2 separate regions of the Mus musculus genome follow, and region 2 is linked to region 1. The links are chromatin contacts, called in public HiChIP or PLAC-seq maps. All regions are on one chromosome and are shown on one strand. The core of a region is the stretch at or near the end of the contact, and the rest is flanking DNA. Distances in the headings are between cores, read along the strand shown.

Evidence for each region. HiChIP or PLAC-seq counts read pairs in DNA pulled down with a chosen protein or histone mark.
Region 2: a contact with region 1 is called in an H3K27ac HiChIP or PLAC-seq map of embryonic stem cells, with 2.2 times the contacts expected there. The contact joins two enhancer-like sites. A contact is called at or near these places in 3 of 39 promoter capture datasets (the C10 cell line, cranial neural crest and liver), 1 of 484 Hi-C or Micro-C datasets (embryonic stem cells), 1 of 115 datasets of contacts at active chromatin or transcription factors (embryonic stem cells) and 3 of 9 other capture datasets (adipose tissue, liver and pancreatic islet).

What each region holds. Positions count from the first base shown.
Region 1 is chr7:97,533,221-97,539,594 of GRCm38.p6, reverse strand. Ints4 (integrator complex subunit 4) reads right to left here. Exons shown (of 23, transcript NM_027256.2): 20 at 5,065-5,224; 21 at 4,311-4,454; 22 at 1,575-1,695. Among named protein-coding and RNA genes, the nearest start is that of Aamdc, 43 kb to the left of the region's middle. Within about 2 kb of position 3,839, at least 17 of the 459 cell types and tissues checked have an H3K27ac peak or open chromatin away from gene starts, as enhancers often do. A contact at or near this core is called in embryonic stem cells, where this site is marked.
Region 2 is chr7:97,716,621-97,722,994 of GRCm38.p6, reverse strand. Clns1a (chloride channel, nucleotide-sensitive, 1A) reads right to left here. Exons shown (of 7, transcript NM_023671.2): 7 at 2,202-4,776. Among named protein-coding and RNA genes, the nearest start is that of Aqp11, 18 kb to the left of the region's middle. Within about 2 kb of position 3,739, at least 16 of the 459 cell types and tissues checked have an H3K27ac peak or open chromatin away from gene starts, as enhancers often do. A contact at or near this core is called in embryonic stem cells, where this site is marked.

The DNA.
Region 1 (6,374 bases), core at 2,590-5,089:
TTTCAAGGAGCCAAACCCTGGGCAAGTCAGAGGACGCCATATAGTACTGACCAACAGAGTCTTTCTGCCTTCCCTCACCGGTGTCTGATAACAATGGCAGTGCAAGCCAATGCCACAGGAAGATGGGAGAGGAGAGAAAGTGAAAGGCAAACACACAAATAGTGCAAGAAGAGAGACAGAGAGACAGAATAAAGAACACTCAGGGAAGCAGAGCCTGGGTACCCTGAAATGCCAGGTCCTAGATCACAGAAATACGAAGGGGCTACCCTAACTACCTCTTTATAATAACTTCATCACTATGCATCTAACAGGTCTGACAGAAGGAAACCTCTAACGGCACTAAATAGTTCGGCATGTATGCTTTGCACTGGGACATGTATATCCACAAGTGTGAGTCAGAGGCCAGAGGTTAATAGCAGTGTGTTCAACTGCTTTTTACCTTTTTGTTTTTTCAGAATTAAAATAAACAAACAAAACACTCTTAACCTGGGTGTAATGGCCCACACCTTAAATCCCACCACTCAGGAGACAGAGGCAAGCGGATCTCTGTGATTTCAAGGCCAGCATGATCTATAAAGTGATCTAGGACAGCCAGAGAAGCCTTGTTTTAAAGGAAAAAAAAAGATTAAAACATAAAATAAAATATAAAATTCTAGATGGTATTCCTCTACTAATTAAACCAAATTGGTGGCATTATTCCCTTTCCTAGTAAAAGTCATATTCCCAAGTTCTCCCCAGTGACTGAGAAACACCACCGTAACCGACTGAGGCCCATTAAGACCTGCAGATTGAAGTTCTCCAAGCAGCTTCACAGGCCTGAAATGTAAAAGTTTTACACATCTGTATTCTCCCACTGTATTCTTACAGATTATAGATTGTGTGTCTGTCTGTCTGTCTGTCTGTCTGTGCACATACAGACATTAGCTATCCAGGTTCAGTTCTAAGTCTGTAAAACTAAACACCTGTATTAGCTCCAAACAGTTCATAGGGATCAGAAGGACAGCTACTTGTTATTTGATTTGTTTCAGTGAAATAAGCTGGACTGTCCATATACAAAGAGATAATGATTTATAATGTCTGTTAAGAAACACGAAACTTTAATTTCCAGAATAATCCTCAGTAATTTATGGGTTGAGAATTATTATCTTCATTTTGGAAGTGAAGAGGAAGACTCGAGAGAGAATGATGTATATCACAGGCCCAGTGAGCACAAGAAAGCAAGTTTCCTGGTGTGAAGTGAATGAGTCTCCCATGAGTCTCCACACTGTTAGAGTCTTCTGAGTGTCTTCCTTGTGCAAACAGCAAATTAGTCCAAATATACAGATGTTTGAGCTTCCTTACTTATGAGAGCAAGTTCACTCAGGGTATGGTGGCACATGCCTTTAATCCCAGCACTGGGGAGGCAGGTGCAGAGGCAGGCAGAATTGGAGGCCAGCCTGGTCTATATACAGAGTTCTGGGCCAGCTAAGGCTGGAATAGTGACATCTTATCGCAAACAAACAAACAAACAAGCGAATCACAATGGGAAAGATCATCGGGGACTTATTTCCTGCCTACCCAGCCCACATTCTTACCTGTCCAGGCAGTATGGGAGAGGTACACCTGAGTGAGGAGACGGTGCCGTCCTGGGCCAGGATTCCGGAAATCTGCTGGCTTGGGGTGGATCATCTGAGCCTGGCCATCTGGATATAAGACCTACAATATGACAGAAATGGGGCAACAGAAAATAGATGGGCTAAGAAAACTGATAACATCTACTGTGTCCCCAAAATCATTAGCAGGAAGATGACTGTAGCCATTATATAAAAACTGCTTCTTAAAGGAGAAACACCTTTAATCACAGCATTTGAGAGGCAGAGGCAGGCGAGCTCTGAGTTCAAGGCCAGCCTTGCTTAGAGAGAGAGGTTCAGGTCAGCCAGGGCTACACAGAAAAACCCCGTCTCAAAAAACTGAAAATAAAGGGGGGGGGGGTAGGGCCACACTAGCAGAAGCAGTGTCTAGCTACTATTTCTTAGCTCCCTGGTAAGTGAATGATAGGAATGGTGTATCTATTAACAGACAGTAGAGAATGGGGCTAACTGTGGAAAGACGTGCAAGCACCCTGCTTGCAGTCCTAGCACTTGGGATGGAATTGGGAAGATTGGACGTTCAAATAGCAAGGTGGAGGCCAGCTTGGTCTGTGAGATCCTGTATTAAGAGGTGAGGTGAGGAGTGGAGAGGAGGAGAGGGACAAAGCCCCAGAGCCCCGAAGCTTTCTCAGTGAAGCTGCATTAAAAATAGACAACCCGGTTGGGCCTGGTGGCAAATGTCTTTAATCCCTCCACCTGGGAGGCAGAAGCAGGCAGATTTCTGTGAGTTTGAGGCCAGGCCAGGTCAGGCCAAGCCAGGCTGAGCTACATAGAAAGTTCCAGGGAAGTCAGGGCAATAGAGAAAGCCTCTGTCTGAACCCATTAAAAGCTAAAACAAACTTTAAAAAAATGCAAAAACACACACACACAAAAAAAAAAACCAAAGAAAATCCATAATTTTAAGGGAGAATAAAGCCTCCATGAAGTCTCTAAGGCACGCTGACAGTTGCAGGTTTTCACCTCTGTCTGATGTTCCGAGTAAGGAAGCTGGACTTTGAAAGTGCTACAGATGTCTCATGACAGGGCAGAAAGCATCCCCATTACACCCCATGCAGGCAAGTGTTTGCCTGGAAGGCAGTAGAGATGTTTTAGAGTAAATTCTTTTCGGGATAGTTTAGCAGATGACCTGTAAATCCACCTGCGATTGTTTACACAACAAAACAAGTGTCCATCAGACTAAGACCTCTGAGCTCAGTCTCAGGATTCTGACTTAACTGGTATAGGCCGGATGAGGACTGGTCATCAGTTTCTAAGCAACTACAAGTACAGCTAGGGTGGCTAACCTTAAAACACAAAGAAGCACTGCAGTTACAGCTTTCTACTCGCTCAGAAGTTCTGTGGGTATGATCTGTGACGTACCCACACCCATTGCAGGATATTTGATCACACTGTGAACCTGAGATTGTGTTATTTACTGAAATTACTTATTTCTAATTGTGGTGTGGCTCAGTCTTAGCACACACCTTTAAGCCCTCTGGCTGGAATACAGACGTGCCCTTAGTACACACACTGAATCCCAAGAAATGAAGGTCAAGTTAGTTTGTAGAGGAAGCACCGCGTTTGAAGTGATGTCTGATTGAGAGGCAGACAAAGTGACAAATCAGAGAATGGTGTGACAGAATAGGATGTGCCCAACTCTCAGGAGAACAGAGAGAAAACAGGCAACACAGGAGCGAGCAGTGCAGAGGGAGAGCAAAGAGGCAGACTTACCAGGAGACCTTTACAGAGACAGCTGCAGAGAGAGAACAAGCTAGACACAGGGGAAGACAGACAAGCCAGAGAAAGAGGAGGAGCCAGAAGATTACAACAGACTGCTAGAGTCTGAGGCCAAGCAGAGCAGTTCAGTCAGAGGCCAAGAGAGAAATGAGTCAGTTAGTGTGGAGAGTTTTGAGCCATTACAGCTGAGCTGAACTAGCCAGCCAGAGTTCAGAAAGAACAAGGAAAGGTGAGTTTATTCAGCACTAAGTCTCAGAGGGTGAAAACACTCTAGGTCTAGCCGAGATTGCAGGGAGGCTAGAAGCTTCCAGGACAATGACATCTGATGAATAACTTGCTCTTACCCTCTCCTCCCGGAAGCCTGCTGGGCCTGCTGCAGGCGTCATCTCACATCTGATTACTTGTCCTGCCAGCACTCACAATCCTTTCCTCATTCCTACCTCCTCAAAGTTCTCAAAGTACCTCCTTCCGCAATTCCCTTTTGCTCTTGTACATTGTTTCAGGCTGTACCACCTGCTGGGACCTCCACAGAGCCTTCCTGTCTTTGACCTACAGTGTGCCTAACTGTGTGCTGAAGCACTGACCTTCATAGCCTCCCCACAGCTCCAGCACTTAGTGTGTACACTAAAGAAAGCACACAATGCATGAATGGATGGTAGGAAAGAGAGAGGGGTGGCTGGAATCGCAGGGCTCACTTGCAGTCTTCATCGCATCTCTCATGTGAGGATAGCTTATCATCTATCTAATCTTGGAAAAATGCATCCTAATAATCATTTCTGCCCATCTATGAATTTTGTTTGCCACCTGATTAACAAATAGAACTTGTTCATTACATTTTGATGAATTCAATTTGTGTGTGTGTAAAAAGGATTAGATCTAAAGTCTACATTATACAAACAGAGAGGGACCTGTCACTTAGTAACAATGTCAGTGTGAACACCTTACAGGAGCCCAAACCTCACACACCTGAACCTTGACAGTGTTCTGGGGGTCTTGCACATGTTCCAGGGTTGCATCCACATCCAAGGCTACCACCAACCCAGATGTAAACCGCAAAGGATTGTCTGACTCTCCTGCCGGCTCAATAATGGTGGCTGAGGCTTTGTGTATCTGAAAGCAACAAGAAAATATGCTCATTCTTAGGCTGGTGAGCGAGCTCAGCAGCAGAGGCCCCCCGCTACCCAGGCTGATAACCAGAGTTTGACCCTTAGGGGTCAGGGAGCCACGCATGTGCTGTGCCCCACCCATTAATACATGTAATTAAAAACAATCGGAGGAAGACCTAGCTCACTTGCTACCCTGATCAAAGAAGCTCACTAACGTAAATGGTTTTAAGAATCTGGATAGGGGCTGGAGAGATGGTTCAGCGGGTAAGAGTACTGACTGCTCTTCTGAAGGTTCTGAGTTCAAATCCCAGTCACCACATGGTGGCTCACAACCACCCATAATGAGATGACACCCTTTTCCGGTATGCCTGAAGATGGCTACAGTGTACTTATTTATAATAATAATCAATCTTTGGGCCGGAGTGAGCAGGTACTGATTGAGCAAGGCTGACTGGAGCGAGGCAGAGGTCCTAAATTTCAATTCCCAACAACCACATGAAGGCTCACAACCATCTGTACAGCTACAGTGTACTCACAAACATAAAATAAAGAAATCTTTTAAAAAAAAAAAAAGAATCTGGACAGATTTTGCAGAGGGGCACACGGACTCTGACCTGCTCTGGAAGCGGAAGATGTAAGAAGGTGCTCTGCCGCAGCATTGTCTGCAGAATTTTGATCACTTCAACAGGTTTAGATGCCATGAGTCGGGGCATAAGATCAAGGAGTTTGTCCACAAAGCTATCTTGAAGGTGGGGCAAATCCGCAATGAAACACCTGCATGAACACAAAGCAACTGACCGTCCACACACTCAGCACAGGCTAAGCCCATACTCTGCCAAGCCCTGAAGCAGGAAGAGTCCTGACAGGGGGAGACTTTGAAGGTCATGCCTGAAATCGACAGGGACAGGATGCCATAGCCACATGATCAGCAGGAGAACCAGACTGCTGGGTTAGACAGATAGCTTCATTAATAAGTCCCATGCCTGGAGGCATGAAGACCTGAATCCAACCCCCAGACTCTGACAAGAGCCAGGAGCAGCAGCAGGAGCCTGCATCCCAGCACTCGGGAGGCAGAGGTAAGAAGGTCTTGGGCTCACTGGCCAACTCCAGGATAGTGAGCACCTGTTTCAGTAAGTAAGGTGGAAAGATGAAAACACTACTAGATCAGCATCTGGCACACACAAACATGTGCATGCGTGCTCACGTGCACACGCATGTGTACACACATACACACACAGATACACACACACACACAGACACACACACACACACACAGACACACACACACACACACATACACACACAGAAGAAGCTAGTTTTTTTGTTTTAAGAGCCTGTTTCACTGGGTGTGGTGCCTTGTGCCTGTAATCTCAGAACTAGGAGATTCTTAGGAATAGGAGGTGAAAGTAGGAGTATTACTGTAAGTTCTAGGCCGGCCTAGAAAAAACAAACAGAAGAAAGAGACTCTTTAATGAGTGACAATGATTGTCAGGCATATGCCTGAGTGTTTCACATAGGGTGGGGGCCAAAAGAGGGCATCAAATCCCCTGGAACTAGTTCCAGGCAGCTGTGATGTGGGTGCTGGCAACCAAACCCAGGCCCTCTACAAGAGCAGTAAGTGCTCCCTAACTGCTGAGCCATCCCTCCATGCCTGACTGTCTTTGAGGTGAAAAGAGACACGGAGGGGTGAAGACTCAGGATACAATCAGTCCTAGGAACGGTAAAGAATGAGAAGCCATAAAACCCTCCGCTTTGGGGGTAGAAGAGATGGCTATGGTGGTTTGAATAGGAACATCCCTTGCAGACTCATGTGTGTGAATGCTTGGCACATAGGGAGTGTGTCACTGTGGGGTGGGCTTCAAGGTCTCCTGTGCTCAAGCTATGCCCAGTGTGGCTCACAGTCCCTTCTGCTGCCTGAGGATCA
Region 2 (6,374 bases), core at 2,490-4,989, 180 kb before region 1:
AACGACTCCTGGTCCCTAACTTTCTTTATGCATCTGTTTTATTCTTGCCTTTTTGTCTAATTTTTTTTTTCCCACTGACTTTTTGTTAGTGCCACATCTCTCCAACGGCTTCGGATGGACTCACCACTAGAATTTTATCTTCATGTTGAACAGTTTAACTATCTGCTCTACACAGTGTACTTAACAGCTATTTATTTGGGAAGACTTGCTTTTCTTGAAAATGCTGTCAGCCATGTGTTGTTCCTGTTGCTAGGACTGATATTTGCTTCCCTCTCCTACCCATCTGGTCTACTGGAAAGCAGTCACTCCAGCACATTAGATCTGTTTATAGAGCGCAAGCAACAGCCTGCACTGCAGGCTGCGGGCCCTACAAGAAAAGCTCCTACTCCGAGACGTTTAACTGTTTAGAGGAGTCTTGATTTCAAGTTTCTCAGGCATATTCTAATCTCAGGGGTGGGTTAGTTACAGCCTGTCTGAGGAAGTCAGTACTAGGCCAGGATGCAGCCAGGCTGGCAGTGCCTACCCACAACACAAAGGGCCCTGAGTTTGTTCCCTGTAACCACCTAAGATTGGGGGTGAAGGCACATGTCGGTAATCCCAGGCTCAGAGGTAGAGGCAGGAGGGTGTGAAGTTCACAGTCATCTTCAACTACATGGCAAATTCAAGCCCAGTCTGGGCCTCATAAGATTCTGCTTCAAAATATATAGGTAAATGAAGTCAGCACTAACCTTGCCGATAACAGCTATTGTGCTACTTTCTAGGCATTGTTGTAATAAGCAATTCATACATACTAATGATTAATAATCTCTAAAACAATCCTGAAAATTCCAAGCAGTATCAATTACCCTGTATATACTTTCCTTCTAAGTGCTGGTATTTCGCCCAGTATGACTTCTCATCTTAAATTTTAAATAATACCAGATTATGTGTATAGGTTTTGCCTATATGTGTTTGTGCATCAAGTGTACGCAGTTCCTTCAGAGGCAAAAGAGGGTTGTCAGATCCCCTGGGAGAGCAGCCAGTACTCTTAAATGCTAAGGCATTTTTTTCTAACCTCAGTATGTTTCTGTTTTTTAATGATAGAATTAAAAACAAAACTACTAACCCTACTTTTTTGGGATATTTCAACAAGTCAAACTTGGAAGGGAAGAAAGGACCATAAGATCATACAAGCAGCACAATTCCAGTAATACTAAAAAATTAAGCTCAAAAGTAAAAAAAAAAAAAAAAAAAAAAGCTAAAATCCAATCAGTAAATGTTGGCTTGTTGATAATTACAATTTTTTGTTTGTTTTGTTTAGTTTGTTTTGAGACAGGGTTTCTCTGTATAGCCCTGGCTGTCCTGGAACTCACTTTGTAGACCAGGCTGGCCTTGAACTCAGAAATCTGCTGTCTCTGCCTCCCGAGAGCTGGGATTAAAGGCATGCACTACCACGCCGAGCCATTTTTTTTTTTTTTTTTTTTTTTTTTTTTTTTTGAAACAGGGTCTAAATCCCTGGCTAGCCTGGAACTATGTAGAACTGACTAGCCTTGAACTCACAGAGATCCCCTGCCACTGCCTCCTAAGGCAGGCTGAGTTTCATTTTTAATGACTTTACCCGGCTTTCCCTTTTCCCCTCACAGCTACGGCTGTAACTGCCTAGCATTACAGAATGATAGCTTGATGCCTGGTCCCTTGCCTTGTTGACTCAATCACCCCTAGCAGCAGAGCAACCACAGCAAACCCCGCAGAAGGAAGAGTCCACAAGGATCCTGAAAACTGTTCCTTCAGGAAGATACGCAAGGAAATTTCTACTGTCAACCCATGAGGTGTTGGCCCCCATATCCCTAGAATATAACTGTGGGTGCCATTTAGACTGATAGCAGAGAAACATGCAGAAGGGAGTGTGTACTTAGTACCAGCGGCTGTAGGTACTGAGACTGTATTGTTTTGGAAAACAGGCTTAGAAAGCACAGTTGAATACCCATGTAACCTGAGTGGTGCCTCCTCTATAAGTGTGTGATGACAGTAGCACTGCCTCCTCGGAACAGTTCCCGTCACACACCACATACGGACGAACCCAGGGCAGTGGCTGCCACTCAAGAGGCCTCAGAAAAGTTTAGTTTCTTCGCACCTGGCTTACTAACAAACTCAGAACTTCTGAAAACCCTGTTTAAAAAGACACAAAAGGGAGAACTTTTATTTATTTTTTTTCTTTTGGTACTTATTCTGCAAGATGAGAAACTCAATGAAAAACTGCTACAACAACCACGGGCCTGAGGCTGTCAGCAGGACCTAGCAGCTAATCAGGCTGACAGCTCCAAATTGTGCATAGAACCTTCTTTCAAAGGCCACAGAAAGTCCAGGTACACACCTTTAATCCCAAGACTTGGGAGACCAAGGCAGGTAGATCTCTGTGAGTTCTAGACCAGTCAGAGATACATAATGTCTCAAAAACAATAACAAAAAAGGGCCTAAGTCTAGAACTACGAAATTCAGCCTTATGAATACCCAGGTGCCTATGGAAACTCTATAGTGAGGGCTGATGAACTTAAAAACTACTCCCAATCCAGGCAGCATCAGCAAGGTCTTTATGTTTTAAGACTCCCCTTATGAAAGACTTGCTAGGGGCTAGTGAGATGGCTCAGCGTGTAAGAGCACTGGCTGATCTTCCATAGGTCCTGAGTTCAATCACATGGTGGCTCACAACCTCCCGGAATGAGATCTGACGCCCTCTTCTGGTGCGTTAGAAGTCAGCTACAGTGTACCTATGCATAGTAAGTACTTGGCTGGAGCAAGCAGGGACTGAGCGAGTGGAGTAGACTGGAGCAAGCAGAGGTCCTAAAAATTCAATCCCCAACAACCACATGAAGGCTCACAACCATCTGTACAGCTACAGTGGACTCACATAAAATCTTTAAATAAATCTTTAAAAAAAAAAAAAGAAAGACTTGCTAGAAGCATACACATCCCAACAAATGGAACTAAAATTGAGCTGGGGCACTGGTTTAGTTTATAGATTGCCTTCCTTGCAAATGTAAGGACCTGAGTTTGGCTCCTACCACTCAAGCAATAGTGGGGCAGTGTCTATACTTTCAATGTTGAGAGGAGTAGTGTCAACGGAGGGCCTGGAAGACAGAAGATGCCTGGAGCTTGCTGGTCAGCCAGTCCAGGTTCAGTGAGTTAACCTCATAGCAAGAAATAAGGCAGATGGGGCTCAGTGTTAAACCGCTAAGAGTATTAAGAGGACCCAAGTTCAGTTCCCCAAAACATCAAATAGCCCAGGCCCAGGGGATCTGGACCCTCTGTGATCCCGTAGGCACCTGCACTCATGTGCACAGACCCACACGCATATATATAATTAAAAGTAAAAATGAGCATGGTGGCACATGCCTTCAAGTCCAGCAGTAGGAGAGCAGAGCCAGGCAGATTTCTGTAAACTCCAGGCCAGCATGGGCTCCACACAGAGACGGTCTCCTCCACCAAAGCTCCCCTCAGTACTAGTATTTTGTTTCTGTGCTCATGTGCTACTTAGCTGAGGATGACCTCGAATTTCTGATCCTCCTGCCTCCACCTCCTGAGTACTGGAATTTATAGGCATATGCAACCAGGCCAAGCTTATAAAGTGGTAGGGACTAAACCCAGGGCTTCATGCAGCTAGACCAGCTCCACCAACTAATTCACACCCCTCGCCCCCGCAGGACTTTAAAACGTTACTATTGTTATGTGTATGGGCGTCTGTCTGCATTTGCATGTGTAGCTGAGGAAACCAGAAGAGGCTATTGAGATCCCTGGAAGCCAGCAGCATATAGCAGCTGTGAGCTGCCCAACACAGAAGCAGAGGAACTGAATCCAGCTCCTCTAAAAGAGCAGCAAGTGCTGGGCTGGAGAGAGGGCTCAGCAGTTAAGAATACTTGCTGCTCTTGCAGAGGACCTAGCGTCAGTTTCCAGCATCCTCACGGCCGTTCATAAACAACTGGAACTCCAGTTCCTGTGGTTCCAACACCTTCTTCAGACCTCCATGGGCACCAGGCACGCACATGATGTACGCAGGCAAAACACACATACATGTACAATTTAAATATCTTAGTCTTTTCTCATTAATGGTTTTACTCAAGAGCAAAATCACAGCGATATAGAAAAAAACCCAGATTTATTTGTTAACTATTACAAAGACAAAATATCATTGAGAGTACTTTGCAGACTTCATTTCAGATTATTTATTCTGTGACAGAAAGCGAACGTTAAGAGGGTGGACAGTCAAGGACCTAACCTAGGAGAACATAACAGAGCTGATGGTACATGAAGAATAACAGAAGCTAGCACACAAGTATTGCGAGATGTGGCTGAGCCCCAAGTAGAGGACCCATGCCTCTGTGGAAAATGCTAGCGGCTGCTCCCTCTGAGGCCTCTGCTTTTTAATCTCAGGGATAAGAGTTCTCCTGAATCCCAGAGACATCTAAGCTTCCGCACGTCCCTTCCGCCCAGTGTGAGCTCTGTGCATTTCACCACATAGGCGAATCTTGCAGCTGACAGACGCACACAGCAAAGGCAGGACTCAGAGGCCTTCTCAGAACATACACAGGAAGCTTGGGGGAAATGAGAAACTACAAATACCCGTTCAGTTAATTCACCTTTGTTAATAGAGGTCATACATAGTCTCTTCTGCTGGTGACAGCTTGCTGTCTCATTATAGTTTGACTTGAGAAATGAGTTTTGGAGAAGAAAAATGCCTTTCACCAGCCCCATTCTGGAGTGAAGAGGCACCACGTTCTTGCCTACAGTTATGAGCAGAATCTGGAAGACAAAGGGCTCACAGTTATTATTAGTAATTGCCACTATTTAGTAAAGCCTTGGAGGGCTCCAGACTTGTACCTCAGGCCTTGTAATATCCCTGACAAGCAACTATGTTTCCATCTTACAGACGAGGAAACTGAGAAACTGGCAGCACGTGTGCACATGCATGGTGAGCCGTGACCCTATGACCCACGTGTACTCTTCTGTACCTACCTCATGCACCCAGGTTTGAACATGAACACTCTAGCCCTTCTTCAGGCTTTAAAAGCACATACAATCTTTTTTTTTTTCCGAGACATGGTTTCTCTGTGTAGCCCTGGCTGTCCTGGAACTTACTCTGTAGACCACACTGGCCTAGAACTCCGAAATCCACCTGCCTCTGCCTCCCAAGTGCTAGGATTAAAGGTGTGCGCCACCACGCCCGGCAGCACATACAATCACATACAATGATCAAAAATTACACTGTTTAGAAATCATGTCAACTTCCAGACAAACATGAATAAAATTTATGAGTAGAACATCTATTTTTATTTTATTTTTTCCCACTGAGCAGAGAGAATAAAATGAGCACAAAACAAATCAAGAGCTCAAATCTGTAGCAACTTTATGGTTATTTTACCATTACAAAGAGTCCAAGAATCTTTGCAAGAGATTGCAGTTGCATCCCACTGTGTAAACATTAGTGATGTGCCAAGTGAGTCTCTCATGCCAGCTGCAAACAGAATGTCTCTCTCTCAACAGTGAGAGAATTATTATTATTATGAGAGAATTGTCAGAGAAATATGGAAAAGCCAGAGCAAGGGAAAAAATTGCCATCTAGGCCAATAACACACAAATGACAGCTACTGCCCCCTTCCCTCCAAAAGCAGCTACCACTAACATGACGATAAGTAACAGAGGTGACAGTTCTGGTTCTCCATGACATAGAAAGATCAACTTCAACATCTGGGCCTGTGAGAGCTGAACACTAACTGGGCACCAGGAAAGCTAGCCAGTGATGTTAGCAGCAGAGAGACTCTGCTGACTACAGACTACACACAAGTAGCAACTGTGCAAGGAAGAGATATAAATCACAGAATCACAGAATTTCTCTAAGGTTATTTTTTTGATAGCTGCATTAGAAGAAAACAGAGACTTATAATTCATAGTTAGTTTTACAACTGCAGTAATTTGGAAACACAGACTAAAAAACTAAATCTGCCAGGCAGTGGTGGCGCACGCCTTTAATCCCAGCACTCAGGAGACAGAGGCAGGCAGATTTCTGAGTTTGAGGCCAGCCTGGTCTACAAAGTGAGTTCCAGGACAGCCAGGGCTACACAGAGAAACCCTGTCTCAAAAAAAGAAAAAAAAAGAAAAAAAAAAAAAAAAAAGAAACCAAAACCAAAACCAAAACAACAACAACAACAACAAACCATAAATCTGTATTTCTTTTATGTGTGTGATGTTTTGCCTGTGTGTATGTGTTCTATGTGCCTGTGGAGGCAAGAAGAGGGCATCATGTCTTTGGGAACTGAACTTAGAGATGTTTGTAGGACAAAGCCCATGTAATTTCCAGTCACCAGAGATAGGCAACATTTTTTTAAGCTGCTACCTTTATA